2 separate regions of the Mus musculus genome follow, and region 1 is linked to region 2. Evidence: chromatin contacts called from public HiChIP or PLAC-seq data. All regions are on one chromosome and are shown on one strand. Each heading gives the region's core, a stretch centred on a gene start, on an enhancer-like site or on the middle of the called end of the contact. The rest is flanking DNA. Distances are from core to core; before and after follow the strand shown. Region 1 overlaps Plekhb1 (pleckstrin homology domain containing, family B (evectins) member 1). Region 2 overlaps C2cd3 (C2 calcium-dependent domain containing 3).

Region 1 (3,782 bases), core at 615-3,114, 250 kb before region 2:
ACTATTGAAACAGTAAAGCCGAAAGTGAGTGAGGAAGACTCCAAGCAGCAACCTCTCTGACTTCAACATGCACACACTGTTATGATCTTGAACGCTGTGCAGCTTCAGAAGGGCCATGCCAGGCCAAACAGTTCCATGTGAGGTTTATTGGGAGAGAGAGAGAGAGGGGCAAGGTGGCAGCAGAACGAGAAGGGGGGAAGAGAGAGAGAGACCAGGGGGGCCTTTCTTTATATATGGGTGATGACGTAATTACAGGTAAAGGTGAGAGGTGAGCCAATTCTGGGAATATAGTGGATGTTGCCTTGGCAACAGGTCTGTGGGTCCTACCTATGTGATGTCACGGGTTTTTGGAGGTCCTGATACCAACACACATGCTTCCACACACACTCAGGGGGTAAAAAGGAAAAGGAACCCTTAAGTATGGTACCCACTAGATTTCGGGTTTTGTTTTGTTTTTTTTCCTCAGAAATCCACCTGCCTCTGCCTCCCAAGTGCTGGGATTAAAGGCGTGTGTCACCACTGCCCAGCCCCACTAGATTTCTTGGTTCCAGTTCATGACAAGAACATTTACAGGAAGAACAGGGCAGAGAGGGAGGGGGAGGGCACAGTCCATTTGTATTAATTAAGTTGGACACAAACGGACTTCTAGAGTTGGGCAATTCTGGTGTGAAGCCTAGTGAGAGATACAGTGAGAATGGGGCTAGGGGGGAGTCCCAGGAGAGAACAGATTCTGACCCCTTCCAAGTCAGCTACCCCATGAGTTAAAGTGGTAGATTTGGATTGACAGTTAGTGCTAATCGTGCATGTATTACTGGTTCCTGTCATCACTGTCCCTTGCAGGTGATACAAGTTGAGGGCCTTGCCATTAAGTAGCACACATTTGGGGGAACAGGCCAGAAAGGTTAAGAGAAAAGATAAGGGGTACTATCCAAGTTAGAGACCCTAGGAAGAAATACTTCTGAGCCCAGGAGGGCTTCCTATAGTGGGTAGCTTCTGAGCTAGAATCTGGGAGGTTGGTAGGAGCCTGATGGGGAAGGCAGGACTCTCACCTTCTCTGTGCCTCATCCATAGCACTGGATGCTATGGAGATAGCAATGCCTGCCTTGAAGGATCAGAGGTGACACTAGGGAGCACCTCCCTTGGGACCCGCTATGCAGTAGATGCTAGATGGTAGTTATTTCAGTGACTACTCTTTTCTTCCTTTGCTCCAGTCCTCCTCTAATTCATGCCTAGGGCTTTGCCATAGTTCTCTTCCCTTGACTAGGAGAATAATCAGTTGGGTTTCTCTGAGAATAGCATTGTAGAATTGTTAGACTTAGAAAGTTGAGCAATGGGAAAATTGGGCAATATAGAAGGCCAAGGTAGGAGAAAAGGCATTATTGGGAGCTGGATGTTTTAGGGGAGAAGGGTTATGGAATCTATGGGGAGGCCATACCTTTTCCCTTTAGCCCTGGGGAGGAGGGTGGCTACAGAATGAAAGGGTCAGGACCAAGCCCAGACCAGGAAGTCCCTGGGCATTCAACCTGACTGGATTTCTCAGGTACGCGTCTACAGCCCGTATCAGGACTACTATGAGGTGGTGCCACCCAACGCACATGAAGCCACATATGTCCGCAGCTACTATGGGCCACCTTATGCAGGTAAGTGCCCCTAGCATGCCAGTCTACCTCCTGCCACAATCCTGTGCCAGGCCTTGCCCATGATCCATCAGTGAAGACTGAGCTTCACCCTTTGAGGGTATACATATTTTGCAGATCTCACCCTCCCAGATCCTAGATTCAAAACAGACTCTCCGGGCTGGCCCCACTCAGCCAGTCTACCAAACAGTGATAATCTTGTGCTGCTAGCGACCCCAGGTGGCTATTGCAGAAATGACACTCTTCCTATTCCCAAGGTCTTAGTTACTAGAGTCCATTCCCAAGGGCTGCATGGATCCCCAGGGGCTTAGGGATCCTGGGGTTTCCTGCAGCCCATCTCCAGTCCCATAGTCACCATCCGTGGCATATGTATGATCTGTAGGCTGCAGTGGAGGGTGCTCTCAAAGTCTCAGTTCCTCTGGGGAGCAGAATGAGTTCATGCCTTAACTTGAGATTAGACTAGTCTCTGGCACTGACCCCGACTTGTGTGGCTTTTCTTACAGGTCCTGGTGTGACACACGTGATAGTTCGAGAGGACCCCTGCTACAGCTCAGGCGCCCCTTTGGCCATGGGCATGCTTGCTGGGGCTGCCACGGGTGCTGCTCTTGGTTCACTTATGTGGTCGCCTTGTTGGTTCTGAGCCCTGGGGCTCTGACTTCTGGATGTGCATGTAGAACACAAGAAGACCCTTTTCTTCTGGATCCTCTGCTAGCTACCATCTAAACTGTCCCATTTTGACCCCTTTCTCCCCATTAAGCCCTCTACGCTTGGCCCATTACTCCCACCATTTATCCTCTTTTCCGTCTCAAAGGAAGCTAACATCTCAGGCACAGACATAGCCAAAAGTCCATACACCCATTGCCAGGCACTCCCATAAGTCACATGTGAATTTTCTCTACACATAGCAAACATAACTTCATTTGGCTCTAAGTGTCTGAGGAATGGAGCTCACAAGAGAGCAAACAACAAAGCTACAGTTATCTGTCTGGTAAGGATAAGTCGGGGCAAGGAGCGAGGTCTGGGTGCCCAAAGAATCAAATAACAGTTGGCTTGGTGTTGTGGCAGGGGTTGGTTGTAGTGGTTCTAGCTCTATGTGAAGGAGCTTGCTGGATAAAGGCACGATGGGGCTTTTTATGGAGTAAAGTTTCTTGATTTCAACTATAATGAATACTTTGCCTGTCTAGTTAGTACTGGCAGGACATACCCTTAACCAAAACATGGAATTTGGCACCTTTTCCTCACTTGTAGCTTCCCTATGATAGCTGAGCTAACCCTAAGGTTTCCTAGCTGTGGGAAGAGGTGAGTTCTTTGAGACCTCCGGCCTTAGGAAGTTGCTTCCATTAGGAAATGCCTTTCTGATCCCAGGAGCTCAGCTCGACTGTTAACATCTGAAGCTTATTCTCTTCCTTCCCGCTGGGGGGAGACGGCATTATCTTGTTCTGGGGCCTGACCCACCTTGGCACCAGCCTGGGGAACCCCTCATGTGCCTGTCTATAGGTAGCAAGCAATCTCTCCATTTGATCCTGTTCCAAACTATTCCATCATCCTGTCCCAATTGCCAATAGAAAAGCTAAAATCCCTGGCTCAGTTGCTAGAGTGCCTAGTAAAATTCCTAGCATATGTGAGCGCTCCATTGGCTCAGCACAGACACTAATAAAGACATGATTGGCCCCAGAACTGGCTTTGCTTGTTTTGTTCCTCCAGGATGTTTCCTTGAGACAACTCTGTGACACAGCATCTTCTGTAGAGTGCATTATGAGTTTATGTGGAATTGGTGACAGCTATGTGAATGAACAATTTGGGACAATTCATTATCTATCTTGCTTTCCCTGGACTATCACCTTAGCTCATAGAACAGAGATGAAGTTGGTTATCTCTGAAGAGTCAAAAAGAGGATCTCATATTCTAAGAGTCAAAAAGAGGATCTCTGTTCTATGAGCTAAGGTGATAGATAATCCAGAGCTGGCACTGCCTGCCAAGAGACTTCTGATGTTAGAATATTTGTATGTGTGCATGAATGTAGAAGGCCAGAGCTCAACAGCCTTAATGCCTTTATCAATCTTCACCTTATTTTTGGTGTCTCTCACTGAACCTGGAGCTCACCATTTTGGCTAAACTGACTGGCATGCGAGCACCAGGGATCCT
Region 2 (3,682 bases), core at 796-3,295:
ATCTTTTCGTTTTTTTCCCTTAGATAGCTTTCATAGAAAAGCTTTTACAACTTGGTAATAAACCTACAATCATGGCTGGAAGTGTCCTGCGACTTTGGACTGAAAGTTAGAGCCTGCTATCTCCTGCTGAGATAGAACAAAGGCCACATTACTTAATTCTCTGCTGTTAGGGTACAGGTGTTAACTGCCCAAGTCAGTAGCCTTTTACCCTCAGAAAGAGCAAGAAAGTTTTTAGGATTTTCTAGAAGTTATCTTCAGCATTTCAGTACAGTTAGAAAGCTAGAATGTCCAGAGACCCTCAGACTTTAAAGCCACACCAGAGTCCTACTGTCTCCCCCTCACCACTACCCTCTCCAGGACGGAGGTTCCTGGCAGGTAGGCTAAGTGAGCCTGAGGAACACGTCAGGAAGTGCTGATCCTCTACTCTCTCCTTGAGTTCCTGCCCTGCCCTTCCTCACTGACAGAAGATTTAAGCTGAAATAAATCTTTTCTTCTCCAATTGCTTTTGGTCATAATTTTACCACATCAACAGAAAGCAAACTAAGACAGCCATTTCTCTGCCTTTCAAAACTCTCAAGTCTGTTAAACCTTTTGTGCCTGCTTATGCTCTGCCTGACAATATCATATAATCATAAATGCCTAACCCCACCCCCCGACCCCAACACACACACACACACACACACACACACACACTTTGTCTCAATTCTGGCAGCCCTCCCTGACTTACTACCAATTCAGAATAAACTACCTTGTTTTTACTACATGTTTTTTTTTCCCCCCTGACATACAAAAAAGGAAACTCAGAAGTGTGGTGGTCTGAATACAGTTAGAGTGCATCCCAAAAAGCTTTTATAGAGAAAGCCTGGCCCTCAGTGACCAGTAAGTCGTTAGGGAAGAAGAGATGCTTAGTTCTGTTAGGACAAGTCTTTAGAAGGGATGATGGTAGAACCTGGTCCTGCCGTGATGGCATCCTGTTTGGTGATGTGACCCCTTTCTCATATATACCATGAGATGTGCAGCCACTGTGGTCCTTACCAGAGTTTACACTGAGCTACACAAACCTCTCTTTTTATAAAGTTAGCCTACCTTAGGTATTCTGTTATAGTAACAAAAACTGGACTTATACGAGGAACATGACAGCAACCTTCAGGACAGACTACTTATGGAAAGCGACTAGGCTTCTTATGTACAGTGTCTAGAAGATGCTAAACCAGCAACAGATCATTAGGCTTGACAAAAAAAAAAAAGTTGGAATAAGCAGAACTGCCTGGAAAGAATTCCCTATCTTACAAGCCAACAGAGAGGGTTTTGTCACCCGTGAGTAGAAATGTTCTGGACTCTTCTGTATAGATACCAGTGGGTTCCAAGGCATGCCTGTGCTAGCTGTTTCTTAGAAGTGCTCTGAGGAAGCCTGGGATATACTGGAACACAGGCTCTGGATGCAGGGGACTCTGAATCTGATTCTGGCTCTGACACTTGCTACATATCCTTGGAACAAAAGACTTGTGCCTTCTAGGCCCGTCTCTTTATCATCTTCCTCAGCTATAATTATTACTACATAAGTTATATGTAAAATGATAGCTTCCTGCAAGTGTGAGGCCTGGCTACTGAGTGCCGTGTTCCCCACTTGTAGAGCTTCAGATTCAATGACTTACAGGCACTGTGTAAAACAAGTTCTCCAGCAGACTCTGGTCATACTGAGGATCATTCAGGTCACTGCTGCAGTACTCATCACTCCCAGGAGTCGGGGAATCTGGAGGAGAGCCTAATCCATTCCAGAAATGACCTTGGGACAATTCAGCACTGGAGACAGGAAAAACAAAGCCAAGGACTTAACAGAAGGTTCAGCAGAGCTCCTGTCTCTCTGTCTCTGGCAAAGCTTCCTAACATTCTAAATGTGAAAGAACGTACGCTAAGGATGCACTCTAAACTGACTACTGGGTGACATTTTCCAACTCTATTTCCTCTCTCTTAGGATGACGTCAACTAGTACTCAAACCCCACTACTGACTCGCACTGTGCTCTCATGCAGCAAGTGGCTGTTGGCCATTGTGTGTACGGTTGCCATAGAGACGGCTAACCTAAGTCCAGCTGGACCCCTGTGCTATCTGTGCCCTGACAGGCAGGAAAAATGGCACCTATCATTCTGTAAAGCAGATGTTTTTGTAAAAAAAAATGGCTAATTTACAAAAACACCTTCAATTAAGCAAACACATGTACTTTGGAATTATTATGACATGGTTAGTTTTATACTGGATAGAAAAATGAATAAAACATTACAAGGAGTTTATAAACTAAGGAAGTAAGTATATAAATAACTATAAACTCAACATTTTAATGAATATTTTTTATTTTTCTTTCTCTTACAGTAACTTAATATTATTGAACTTAATCTAATGAACATTTATGAATAATAAAGCAGTAATATTAAATACTGTGTGCTGACCCAACTTAATACTTACTATTCCTCAGCTTCCCTATTAAGCTACCACTGTTTTTCTTTAATTTCTAAAGAAATTTGCACAATCATCACTTTCAAATAAGACAATGTTTCCATATTATTTCAAAAACTTTTATTTTTATTCTTTAGAGACGTGTGTGTGTGTGTGTGTGTGTGTGAGCATGTATATGCATTTGCAGACAACCTGTAGGAGTGGATTCTCTCCTACCACATGGGCTCCAAGGATAGAACTCAGTCTGTCAGGCTGGGGAAGAGCCTTTATCTGCTGAGCTGTCTTGCTAGCTTGGAACTTTACAACTGCTCTTTTTAAAAAGGATTCTTGGTATTTTCCTATATAATGGCTTTTTTTGTTTTGTTTTTGTTTTTTCGAGACAGGGTTTCTCTGTATAGCCCTGGCTGTCCTGGAACTCACTTTGTAGACCAGTCTGGCCTCGAACTCAGAAATCTGCCTGCCTCTGCCTCTGCCTCCTGAGTGCTGGGATTAAAGGCGTGCGCCACCACGCCCGGCCTATAATGGCTTTTTAAGTTCAATAATGTATAAGTGTTTGACTGCATGTTTGTGTTTGATGTAGTACATGTCTATGGAGGTCAGAAGAGGGAATCTTATCTTCTGGAACCTGCGTTAAGGTGGGTTGTGACCTACCATGTGGGTGCTGGGAAGCAACCCAGGTTGCAACAGTAGCAAGTGCTTTTAACTGCTTAGCCATTTCTCCAGCCCATCTTTACTAAGGAGTGAGGGTCTATGCTGTCCATCATAGCTGTTTGCTATGCCATCTATTCTGCACACAAATTTAAAGATCTCTACTATTCAGTATGTAGTCCTCCATTTTTTTCAGTTTTGCAATTATTTTTTGAATTAACTTATCTGTTTATGATTTATTATAGTATTGAATTTTGCCTGTGTTTCTTAATAAGACAATTGTCGTCCACTCTCAGCGTGATCCCTTTATTTTTCCTAACATATATTTCTGGAATTTCAATTATCTAGATATTGACTCTTGAAAACGTTCCCAATTTTAAACTTTACTTGATATATTCTAATTTCTTTTTGTTAAATTTTTTGGGATTTTTTTCTTCTCCTTTTTCTCTTCTAAATATCCTCCTGAATCTTGTTTTTTGTGTAGATGTTGGAGGCATTCCTCATGCCTTCAAATCCAGGCCCTGAATGCTGATGAAGCTCAATACACAGGCTAGCAGTCAGGAGGACCCTGGTAACTGGTG

What was found. HiChIP or PLAC-seq counts read pairs in DNA pulled down with a chosen protein or histone mark.
Region 1: an H3K27ac HiChIP or PLAC-seq map of stem cell-derived neural progenitor cells shows a contact between it and region 2, with 2.3 times the contacts expected there. The contact joins two enhancer-like sites. A contact is called at or near these places in 7 of 39 promoter capture datasets (3T3-L1-derived adipocytes, the HPC-7 cell line, the SN4741 cell line and 4 more), 3 of 484 Hi-C or Micro-C datasets (LSK cells, bone marrow-derived macrophages and nephron progenitors), 2 of 115 datasets of contacts at active chromatin or transcription factors (embryonic stem cells and stem cell-derived neural progenitor cells) and 3 of 9 other capture datasets (adipose tissue, liver and macrophages).

The regions. Positions count from the first base shown.
Region 1 is chr7:100,643,428-100,647,209 of GRCm38.p6, reverse strand. Plekhb1 (pleckstrin homology domain containing, family B (evectins) member 1) reads left to right here. Exons shown (of 9, transcript NM_013746.3): 8 at 1,541-1,640; 9 at 2,141-3,314. The coding sequence ends at 2,277. Among named protein-coding and RNA genes, the nearest start is that of Plekhb1, 17 kb to the left of the region's middle. Within about 2 kb of position 1,864, at least 25 of the 459 cell types and tissues checked have an H3K27ac peak or open chromatin away from gene starts, as enhancers often do. A contact at or near this core is called in stem cell-derived neural progenitor cells, where this site is marked.
Region 2 is chr7:100,397,789-100,401,470 of GRCm38.p6, reverse strand. C2cd3 (C2 calcium-dependent domain containing 3) reads right to left here. Exons shown (of 33, transcript NM_001017985.3): 8 at 1,656-1,803. Among named protein-coding and RNA genes, the nearest start is that of C2cd3, 27 kb to the right of the region's middle. Within about 2 kb of position 2,045, at least 32 of the 459 cell types and tissues checked have an H3K27ac peak or open chromatin away from gene starts, as enhancers often do. A contact at or near this core is called in stem cell-derived neural progenitor cells, where this site is marked.